Linked DNA regions of Mus musculus: region 2 is linked to region 1. Evidence: chromatin contacts called from public HiChIP or PLAC-seq data. All regions are on one chromosome and are shown on one strand. Each heading gives the region's core, a stretch centred on a gene start, on an enhancer-like site or on the middle of the called end of the contact. The rest is flanking DNA. Distances are from core to core; before and after follow the strand shown. Region 1 overlaps Mau2 (MAU2 sister chromatid cohesion factor). Region 2 holds the start of Rfxank (regulatory factor X-associated ankyrin-containing protein).

Region 1 (5,345 bases), core at 1,327-3,826:
TATTCTACATTGGCCACCAGAGGGTCAGAACAAACCCAGGAGTCCAGGACAGCTAGGCATGTCCCTACTAAATAGAGACACTGGAGGCCTCATCCTGGAGTCCGAGTAGCCAGACTGAAGGGTTAGAAAGGCACAGAATTGAAGTGTTTAAACTGATCCACTTGTAACTCCAGTACCCATGGAGCCAATGTTCTGGTGTCTATGGGTATGCTTGTGGTACACAGACATACATGTGAATAAAACATACATACATGCACACATACATACACTTTTTCGAAGCAGTGTGAAGTTTCTTTGGGAAGCAAGTTGTGTCTGATGGTATGTTCTGGGTCAGACATGTGAAGGAGTGTTTTCCTGAAGGGGACACAGGTGAAAGGATGTTTTGCTAAAGCAAATATGAAAGGACGCATGGAGGTAGGGAGCCAACAGACCATGGACTATGCTGGATGGTATCAGTACACTTTGCTATTCCTTAAACATCGTTTGTTGTGACTTCATAACCAAGAATATTCTGGTGATGTTCTGGTGGCTTCTGTTTCCTCAGACTTGAGCTGATTGATGTCAGCTGGTACAGACTCCTATGGAGTTTTGCTGAGGTACCAACCATGGGAGAGCACAAGATGTTTGGAGAGAGAATAAAAATGACTCAACTGGACAGTGACTGGAGTTCGGGAGGTGGGGCTTGCATAGCTAGCTTTGCAACACTTTGTTGGTCTCATGCTTCTTTGATCTTAACTTTGTTGAGAGGCACAGCAGAGAACCTTTGGTATCCCTGCTGTTCCTGGTCACTCTTACTGACTCCTGCCAGTTCAGCTGAGGACTGGCTATTTCTGCTAGGCTGTGCCACCACTGCTGATTCATGTTTGCAATCTTGATTCTACTGAACTGGACTGCTGGTATGTATCCTGACAAGCAGAAGGGATTTGCTCCAAAGAACTATTTCTAAACAGGTCCACTTCCCTGATATCCTAATAACCTTTCCTTTCTACTACCTCTGGTGGGCTAGAAGGAAGGTTAAAGCATTTAAGAACCCTTATTAAAAGTAGGTTTTGAAAAAACTAAGCCTACACAGTGTTCTGTGTGGTCTGGCTGTCCTGAAACCAGACTGGCCTGGAACTCAGAAATCCACCTGCTTTTGCCTCTTCAGCCATGGGATTAAAGGTATATGGCAACAAGTTTAAAAAGAAAAAGGAAATCTTGAAGGACATGGAAATCTTGAAGGACATGCGAAGGGAAAGGAACCTGTTACTCTGGAATCTGATTGAACCCTTTTCCTAGTAGACAAGCAAGAATTCCAGTCCAATTACTATGAGCTTACCCCTTCCTTCCTTCCCAGTTACAATCTGGAATTTCCCCAGAATCTCATTTACAGGGAATGGGCATGTATATGTACTGTTTTATACTCCCATTCAACGTTTCTGCAGAGCCACCTCACTATCTCGAGAAGGAGCCTGTAAGAGCTTGGTGGATCAAAGTACTTACAACACCACCCCCCTGAATTCAGTCCCTCTGACCCACAAGGTGCAGGAAGGAGACTGATTCCTGCAATGTGTTACCTGACCTCTGTGCACTGTGTGGCAGGCACACATCAAAATAATAATGAAGCTGGGCGTGGTGGCGCACGCCTTTAATCCCAGCACTCTGGAGGCGGAGGCAGAGGCAGGCAGATTTCTGAGTTCGAGGCCAGCCTGGTCTACAGAGTTCCAGGACAGCCAGGGCTACACAGAGAAACCCTGTCTCCAAACACCAAAATAAAATAAATGAATAGATAATAAATAAAGAGGGTTTTTGTTTGTTTTTTCTTTTTCTTCAAACAGCCTTACCATGTAACCCTGGCTGGCCTGAAACTCACAAAATTTCCCTGCCTGTGTTTCCTCAATAGTGGTGTTTAAGGTGTGTGCCACCATGCCCAGCATTAAAGATCTATTTTTATTTATATGTATATTTGTGTGTGTGCAAGCAATGCCCCAGAAAGCCAGAAGAGGCTATTAAATTCCCTGGAGATATGGGCAGTTGTAAGCCAAAAATCAAGTCCCCTGGAAAGGCAGTATGTGCCCTTAACTGTTGAACAGTCTCTTCAGCCCAGTACATGTAACTGTTTTTAAGAGGGGGGTTGGGGGGAAAATTTCTTTAGCAACCTTAGAGATGTAACTTGAGAGCTGACAGGTATGTGTCAATATATGTCTAGTGCTCCACATGACCCTATGCCCTCTTCTGGCCTCAAGAGGTGACTGCATACACATGTACATACCCACATAGATGTGCATACATATAAGAATAATAATAAACTTTAAAAGATTTATTTATTACCACATGGTCTATGTAGCCCTAGCTGGCTTGAACTTGCTCAGTATGACAGGCTAACCTTAACTTCATAAAGTCCCTCTGCTTTCTGCCTCTTGAGTCCGGGGATTAATGGTGTAAGCCACTATGCCCAGCTTAAAGATACATATCTTTAATAAAATCTACAACTGTGATTCATAAACTGGCTAGTCACAAAATTCTTTTCAGTGTCAAAGCCACAAACCCTAGCCTGAGTCAATCCCAGAAATTCTAGGGGACTCAGTGCTAATGAGGGTGGCAGTATGGAGCTGTCACCTCAGCACAGACATGTCCAGGCTAAGACCTCCACAGGGCCTGTCAGTTTCCTGTGACTTGCCAAATCAGCCAAGAAAAGGCCCAGGGTGTCCCAGGTGTCAGCATGATATTGCCTCCGTGACTAGATAGACATTTGCAGAGCAGCTCTTTGCCAAGGCGCTGGGAAAATGGAAATTCTTTAGACACATCGGACCCCTCCCTCAGAGAGGGAACTTTGAAATACATATACTGTTATTGAGGAAGTGTGTGTGGCAGATATCAGAGGACAACTCTGTGTAGTTGATTCTCTAACAACTGTAGATGGGCTTCAGGGTTTGTTTGTTTGTTTCAAGACAGGGTTTCTCTGTAAAGCCCTGGCTGTCCTGGAACTCACTTTGTAGACCAGGCTGGCTTGAACTTGCTCAGTATGACAGGCTAACCTTAACTTCATAAAGTCCCTCTGCTTTCTGCCGCTTGAGTTCGAGACATGGTTTTTCTGTATAGTCCTGGCTGTCCTGGAACTCACTTTGTAGACCAGGCTGCCTCGAACTTGCTCAGTATGACAGGCTAACCTTAACTTCATATAGTCAGAAATCTGCCTGCCTCTGCCTTACAAGTACTGGGATTAAAGGCATGTGCCACCACTGCCCTGCTAGATGGGCTTGAGTAATCACACTCAGGCCATCAGGTTTGCTCAGCAGGTGCCTCTTCAACTGAGGGGACATGGAACTCCCAAAATGTAACAAGGACCCAACATGGTAGATGGGGAAACTTAGAGGCAAATGGGATACTGTAATGGGAGAAGGAGGAGATGTGTACAGACAACTTTAGCTTGTCCCTGACTAGCTTATAATTAAATGAGACTCAGACTATGGTTATTTTATTTGGCTTTGACAATTACTAGGGGGTAACCCTAATCTACTGTTTTACCTGTTGGCTACTTTCCCAGCAGTGTACCCCAGATACTGTTTCTCCTAGCCTTGTGTGCATCATTCATCTTCCCTCATGGATGCTTTCTCTCTCCTCCCACTCTACCTCCTCCAACCAGGTCATTCCAAATCCACCTTCCTCTAATCCTTTCACATGTGTTGTAGAAATTTTTAATCCCAATCTGGTGTTTTTACCTTGCCTTAGACCATTTAGTTTCTGGATAAAAGACACACTTGTGCTGGAGAGATGGTTCAGTGGTTAAGATCACTGACTGTTCTTCCGGAGGTCCTGAGCTTAATTCCCAGCAACCACATGGCGACTTACAACCATCTGTAATGGGATCCAATGTTCTCTTCTGATGTGTCTGAAGTCAGCCAGAGTACATATACACATATAATTCTATTTTTTAAAAAAAGATTTAGCTCGGGCTGGAGAGATGGCTCACCGGTTAAGAGCACTGACTGCTCTTCCAAAGGTCCTAAGTTCAAATCCCAGCAACCACATGGTGGCTCACAACCATCCCTAATGAGATCTGATGCCCTCTTCTGGAGTGTCTGAGGACAGCTACAGTGTATTTACATATAATAAATAAAATTAAAAAAAAAAAAAAGATTTAGCTCTTTGCTTCTGTCGCTCATCGCAGACACCAGCTGACCCACCGGCTTTCGGACCATGGCCAACCTCGAGTGTACCTTCATTGCCATCAAGCCAGATGGCGTGCAGCGCGGCCTGGTGGGCGAGATCATCAAATGATTGAGCAGAAGGGGTTCCGCCTGGTGGCCATGAAGTTCCTTCGGGCCTCTGAAGAACACCTGAAGCAGCATTACATCGACCTGAAAGACCGTCCTTTCTTCCCGGGGCTGGTGAAGTACATGAACTCGGGGGCCCGTGGTGGCCATGGTCTGGGAGGGGCTCAATGTGGTGAAAACGGGCCGAGTGATGCTGGGGGAGACCAATCCAGCTGATTCAAAACCAGGCACTATCCGTGGGGATTTCTGCATTCAAGTTGGCAGGAACATCATTCATGGCAGTGATTAAGTGGAGAGTGCTGAGAAAGATCCATCTGTGGTTTAAGCCCGAAGAACTGATCGACTACAAGTCTTGTGCCCATGACTGGATGTACGAGTAGACATGAAGAAACCAGAATCCTTTTCAGCACTACTGATGGGTTTCTGGACGGAGCTCTTCATCCCACTGACAGGATGGATCATCTTTTCTAAAACAATAAAGACTTTGGAACTGAGAAAAAAAAAAGATTTAAAAAAAAAAAAGAGCTGGGCATGGTGGCACACACCTTTAATCCCGGCACTCGGGAGACAGGCAGGCGGATTTCTGAGTTCGAGGCCAGCCTGGTCTACAAAGTGAGTTCCAGGAGAGCCAGGACTATACAGAGAAACCCTGTCTTGAAAAACAAAACAAAACAAACAAACAAACAAAAAGACATGGTCTGGAGAGATGGCTCAGCAGTTAAGAGTACCGACTGCTCTTTCAGGGGTCCTGAATTGAATTCAATTCCCAGCAACCACATGGTTTCTCACAACCATCTGTAATGGGATCTGATGCTCTCTCTGGTGTGTCTGAAGAAAGCAATGGTGTACTCATATTCATAAATAAATCTTTTTTTCTTTTCCAGACAGGGTTTCTCTGTACAGCTCTGGCTGTCCTGGAACTCACTCTTTAGACCAGGCTGGCCTAGAACTCAGAAATCCGCCTGCCTCTGCCTCCCGAGTGCTGGCATTAAAGGCATGTGCCACCATGCCCGGCATACATAAATAAATCTTAAAAAAAAAAAAGAGACATATGCAACTTTTATGTTCATAATAAGCCTTAATCAGCAC
Region 2 (5,345 bases), core at 2,119-4,618, 130 kb before region 1:
TGCCCTGTAATGGATGTGGATCTCACCTGCAGGCGTACTCCACGGTGTATATGGCGCCCTGGCTCTGCTCTTCCCATCTCTGCATGTCAGCCTGCAGGGGTTGGGGGGCAGGTGTTAGTAGGGAAGGCTCTATGGGAGCCAGTGCTATATACAATCCCCCCATTTCCCCCCAAGCTGAGTTACTCTCTCTCTCCAAGCCTTCCTGAATTCCCTATCCTCCTAGATATCCTGGTAGGGCCCTTCCTACTCCTTGCTTAGACCACAGAGTCTTTTCCTCTGGCAGCCCTCTCTCCTCTGGGGCTCTGTGTGACTGGAAGGCCTCAAGACCTGCAAAGTCAATTCCTTCTGTGTGGCACACCCTTCCCTGGGCTCTTCCCTCACCTCGCTGGTTACTAACACAGACCAGACCATCTCTTTCAAAAGCCATCAAGGGCTGTTCCCTACATTGTCCCCCTGATGCAGCTGCTACAGCTCATCTCACCAGGGCCTCTGCTTTGAGTTCATACCCTCTGTGGATAGCACTCCACTCCTGCTCAGGAGCTGTGAGTGGACCTGGGGGAGATCCTCGGCAGGGCTGGCAGAACTCACCTTGTGCTGGGCCAGCTCTGGCAGTGAACGGCGCACATGTTCCTGTAGCCGGTACAGGGCCACTGACGGCTCGTTGGCAAGGACATAGACACTCTCGGTGAACTTGTCTGTGACTGTGTTTAATAAGGGAATTTTAATAAGTATTTAATAATTTAATAAGTATTTATTTTATTTTGAGTTATGTGTATGTATGTAAGTGTCTCTGCATGTGACTGAGTGCCAGTTTGAGGCTAGAGCTGGATTGACGGGAGGTTGTGACCTGTTCATTGTGAATGTAGGAACCAATCACATTGAGCTTAGGCATCTGTAAGATCACTAAGCACTCTTAACCACTGAGACAATTCTCTAACATTTAAAAAAAAAAAAATTGGATCTCCAGCCCAGGCTAGACTTTAGTTTTCTTTTTCTTTTTCTTTTTTTTTTTTTTTTTAAAGATTTATTTATTATATGTAAGTACACTGTAGCTGTCTTCAGACACTCCAGAAGAGGGAGTCAGATCTCATTACAGATGGTTGTGAGCCACCATGTGGTTGCTGGGATTTGAACTCCGGACCTTCGGAAGAGCAGTCGGGTGCTCTTACCCACTGAGCCATCTCACCAGCCCCCTAGACTTTAGTTTTCTGTAAGCAAGAATGACTTTGAACTCCTAATCTTCCTGCCTCCATCTCCTGAGTGCTGGGACTGCAGATGTGTGACACCATACCTAGTTTATTCAGTGCTGGACATATAACCCAGGGTTTCATGCATGCCAGGCAACACTCTGCCAGCTAAGGCCCACCCACATTACACTCCTGATTGTTCAATCTCTGAGCCCAACAGGAGTTAGAGAGGAGCCGCCAGGGTGCACCACTTTAACTGTCATCTGCAGGTCCAGGGATGGTCTCTAGACAGCAAGGCCTAACTCAAGGGGGCATCAGCAAACACATGAACTCACAATCTTCTCTCCCCAGACCCACTTTCAGAGGACATTGGTGGATGGTACTAAAGCCACTGACAGCTTCCCTCCCCCTTTATAACTGGAGCATACTGGAGAGCAGTATGGAACATCATACTAGAATCTAGTAGCTCTGGATTCCCTGTAACTCACTGTGTTGACTAAGCTGTCCTTAACTCACAGCAATTCCTCTGCCTGCCTTTGCCTCCCAAGTGCTCCCAAGGGAAGAGAAGCATGTACCACCATATCCAGCTGCCCAGAGGATGAACACAGAACTCAAAGGTGCCTAAAGTCCACAATCTCGTGAGGCCTCTACTCTGTGGCAGGAATGATGTGGAAGGCCACGTCCCTTGCTGTGTGGGAACAGCTCTGAGGTATATCACAGGCCCTGTTCCAGAAACATGCCTGCTAAGGCTGCCCTCTGCAGAATCCATTCAAGTTCCTGTTAAGCCTGTTTCCTTTACTCCAGAACTCATGTTCCTACCACAAGTCAACTGCACCAAAACCATCATCCCAGGGTAGACTTTGACCAACAGCTTTCCCAGTCAGGAAATCTCTATTCTTCCTGCTCCATCCATCAAGGATCCTGTTGCTTCCAACTTCAGTCCCCTTCATCCCCCACTCCTTCCTGTATCAGACAAGCTCTGACCAGGCTAATGGTGGCAGATGACACCAACTCCTCTTACCACGCAGGGCTCCCATCAGCTAAAGAAAATAATCTACTTATCTGGTCCTTAATATATTTTGCAGTGTCGGGGATCAAACCCAGAGCTTTGAATGCGCTGGTCAAAGTGTTTACGACTGAGCTAAAGCCCCAGCTCTTCTCTCGAGATTTGAGTTTCAATGTGCAGACCAAACTGGCCTTCAATTTCTTGTCTCTTGAGAAGAGAGGATTAGAGTATTGCGCCACCAAGCCCACATACTCCTTTACGTATTCACAGGCTAAAAACCACATTACACTGAGCAGGGACCTGGATGGATTCTGCTTTTAATTCCAACTCTCAGAAGGCAGAGAGGTTTGAGACCATCCCGGTCTACACAGCGAGTTCCAATATAGCCAGGGTTACATCCCGGGACCTTATCTCAGAAGTAGAAAAGAGCCTTTTCCTGCCCGGGATCATTATACATCACAACACCTCCCGGCGGGAGACACCGGCCTCCCTTTTCCATCGAACCCCGCAGGCCGGGAGGTCTACGGCGGCTCTTTGTCATGTACCTTCCCGCGTTGCCCTCTCTAGGCCCCTCCAACCCCTCTAGGGTCCCGCAACACCTTTCTTTCCCTTCAGCTGCATCTCAGGTTCTTCCATAGTGAAGGCAGCCAGCAGAGCCCAGAAACCGGAAGCGGAAGTCGGGAGGTTGAGACGTTTAAACGTTCAGGTATGGGTTCTGGCGTCCTGTGCGCTGGCTCCTCTTACGAGGTAACTTCTATTCAGACACGAGATAGACGGAAGGAGGCAGTCCTATGCGAGCGTGTCGGGAGGATAGAGATTTCTTGATGTTATAGTATGCCTCGTCAAGGACTCCCTGCTACACGTACAGATAATTCTCAGGGACCAGGGCAGGGAAATTGTTATGGACAAAGTAACAATAATATTCGGTCTCTTTAAATTTGACAAGTCCCGCCCATGTGTCTCCGCCCCGTGGGGCAAATGCTCCGCCCTCCCACCGTCTGTGGATCCGATTGGGGCAGACAGGAGGGGGCGGTGCATGGGGCGGGGAAGCGCACGCGCAATAAAATCTTCAGCGAGTCTAAGGCTCCTTCAGCCCTTTAGGAAGGATAGCGTGCGCATGCGCCACTGTACCCATTGGCCTCAGCGGAAGCCACGCTCCTCCCTCCAGTCTTAAAGCGCTAGAAGCAGCTTCGGGTTTTTATTTTTTATTTTTTGGTACTTTTGCAGGGCAAGGGTGCGCAGGCGCAGTGGAGGAGTTTTCCAGTAGGAGTAGTCGTCGCGTATTAAGTTGCTGCTCTATGTCCCAGGAGAGGAAGCTAGAGAACTGAGCGTCTGGTCACCAACTTGCTCTTTACGAGATCTACTGAACCAGAAAAGTTTGTGAACAGAGCTTCCTGAGTTTTGGAAGACCAAGGCTGGCAGCGTAGGGACACAGAGGAGGCTGGAGGGAGGTGAGTGGATCTTACACGTCGCATCTTTTGTTGAGTCCTAAGTCATTTTGGGGGATTCCGGCCCAAATAACCACAGTGGGACATTGATAAGTTTGACATTAGTATCTCTCTATGATGTTTTCTGATATGACCTCTCTGAGGCCTTACATCTTCACCTTATTAACGAGGGAATGAGGCTCAGCTTAGTCATAGACTAGGTTTTTATAGCTTGTAAGTGATTGGAACCCAGACTGCTGCCAGAACCCTCATTTTATTGCCTTGGCTTCTGGTGTTAATTTATTAACAATGATATTTATCTAAAGCCACAGTTTTCCCGGCGTCATAAAGCAAGGCTCAATATGCAGACCATGGCTGTCCTGGAATTCACTATTTAGACTAGGCTAGTCTTGAACTCAAAGGGATCTACCTGCCTCTGCCTCCCAAGTACTAGGACTAAAGGTGTGCACTATCATGCCCCACCTAACCAAGCTCCAGCCCCAGATAAGAACTCATTTATTCATTTATTTTGTGGGCAGGCTGTGCTGTGGGTTTGGTGTGGAGGTCAGAGGACAATTTACCAGGGTCAGTTTTTTCCCTCCACCCTGTGGGTTCCTGGAATCAAAATTGGGTCATCTGACTTGGTGACAAGCGCCTTTACCAACTGAGCCATCTTGGGGACCACGAGATTTGGCTAATTACTGTCATCTCTTCACTCCAGCTTCCTCCATGGAGCCCACTCAGGTTGCAGAGAACCTTGTCCCAAACCAGCAACCTCCTGTTCCTGACCTAGAGGATCCTGAGGACACCAGAGATGAGTCCCCAGAGAACTCAGACACTGTCGTCCTCAGCCTGTTCCCCTGCACCCCAGACGCTGTGAATCCTGAAGCAGATGCCAGTGCATCCTCACTGCAGGGTGAGAACCACTCTGGGCTCTGGTGAGGGAGACTGTCAAGTTCCAGACCACATCTCTGCTTTCATCACTCTTCCCCTCCACCCTCCTAGGTTATTTTTATTGTCGTGTATGTGTGTGTGTGTGTGTGTGTGTAATATGGTACATGTATGTAGAAGTATATATAAAATATATATTCCTGCTGGGCGTGGTGGCGCACGCCTTTAATTCCAGCACTTGGGAAGCAGAGGCAGGTGGATCTCTGAGTTTGAGGCCAGCCTGGTCTACAGAGTGAGTTCCAGGATAGCCAAGGCTACACAGAGAAACCCTGTCTCAACCCCCCCCCAAAATATATACATATATATGTGTATATATATGTATGTGTACATATGTGTGTGTGTGTGTGTATTCTTTAAAGATTTGCCAGGTATGGTTGGCACATAACTTTAATCCCAATACTCAAAAGACAAAGGCAGGTAGTCCCCGGAGTTCTAGGACCACCAAGACCTCATAGAGAACCCTGTCTTCAAAAGGGTGGTGGGGGTGGGCAGAGTGACAGCTGAGTTGTTTAGAGAACTTGTTCTTTCAGAGGGCACAGGCTCATGAAATTTTATAGTTGGGAAAGTTTTTCTCTATCATAATAGTGTTGTAAATGATTTAGAAAGTAAAGCGTTGGTTTCCCCGGGGATAAGGTCATGCTAGTGACCCCATCTCTAGGGATGGTTTCTTACCCTTATTCTCATTTAAGATCTTGGCCTAGGCTACCAGGCCAAGAACATGTAAATAAGAAAAGGAATAAGAGCCGGGCCGTGGTGGCACACACCTTTAATCCC

The links. HiChIP or PLAC-seq counts read pairs in DNA pulled down with a chosen protein or histone mark.
Region 2: an H3K27ac HiChIP or PLAC-seq map of embryonic stem cells shows a contact between it and region 1, with 6 read pairs. The contact joins the promoter of Rfxank here to the enhancer-like site in region 1. A contact is called at or near these places in 6 of 39 promoter capture datasets (the 3T3-L1 cell line, the C10 cell line, hematopoietic stem and progenitor cells and 2 more), 1 of 15 datasets of contacts at CTCF or cohesin (large pre-B cells), 6 of 484 Hi-C or Micro-C datasets (CD4 T cells, the G1E-ER4 cell line, the N1E-115 cell line and 3 more), 9 of 115 datasets of contacts at active chromatin or transcription factors (the 230-238 cell line, bone marrow-derived macrophages, craniofacial prominence and 5 more) and 5 of 9 other capture datasets (adipose tissue, embryonic stem cells, liver and 2 more).

Annotation. Positions count from the first base shown.
Region 1 is chr8:70,009,837-70,015,181 of GRCm38.p6, reverse strand. It overlaps Mau2 (MAU2 sister chromatid cohesion factor), which reads left to right. Exons shown (of 19, transcript NM_001376946.1): 19 at 1-655. It also overlaps the pseudogene Gm7730. Among named protein-coding and RNA genes, the nearest start is that of Mau2, 30 kb to the left of the region's middle. Within about 2 kb of position 2,576, at least 30 of the 459 cell types and tissues checked have an H3K27ac peak or open chromatin away from gene starts, as enhancers often do. A contact at or near this core is called in the G1E-ER4 cell line and embryonic stem cells, where this site is marked.
Region 2 is chr8:70,137,220-70,142,564 of GRCm38.p6, reverse strand. Rfxank (regulatory factor X-associated ankyrin-containing protein) reads left to right here and starts at 3,368. Exons shown (of 9, transcript NM_011266.2): 1 at 3,368-3,644; 2 at 4,342-4,536. The coding sequence starts at 4,350. Gm45929 (predicted gene, 45929) reads right to left here and starts at 3,066. Exons shown (of 9, transcript NM_001310055.1): 1 at 2,793-3,066. It overlaps Borcs8 (BLOC-1 related complex subunit 8), which reads right to left and starts at 3,066. Exons shown (of 6, transcript NM_001145552.2): 1 at 2,793-3,066; 2 at 589-701; 3 at 27-91. The coding sequence starts at 2,829.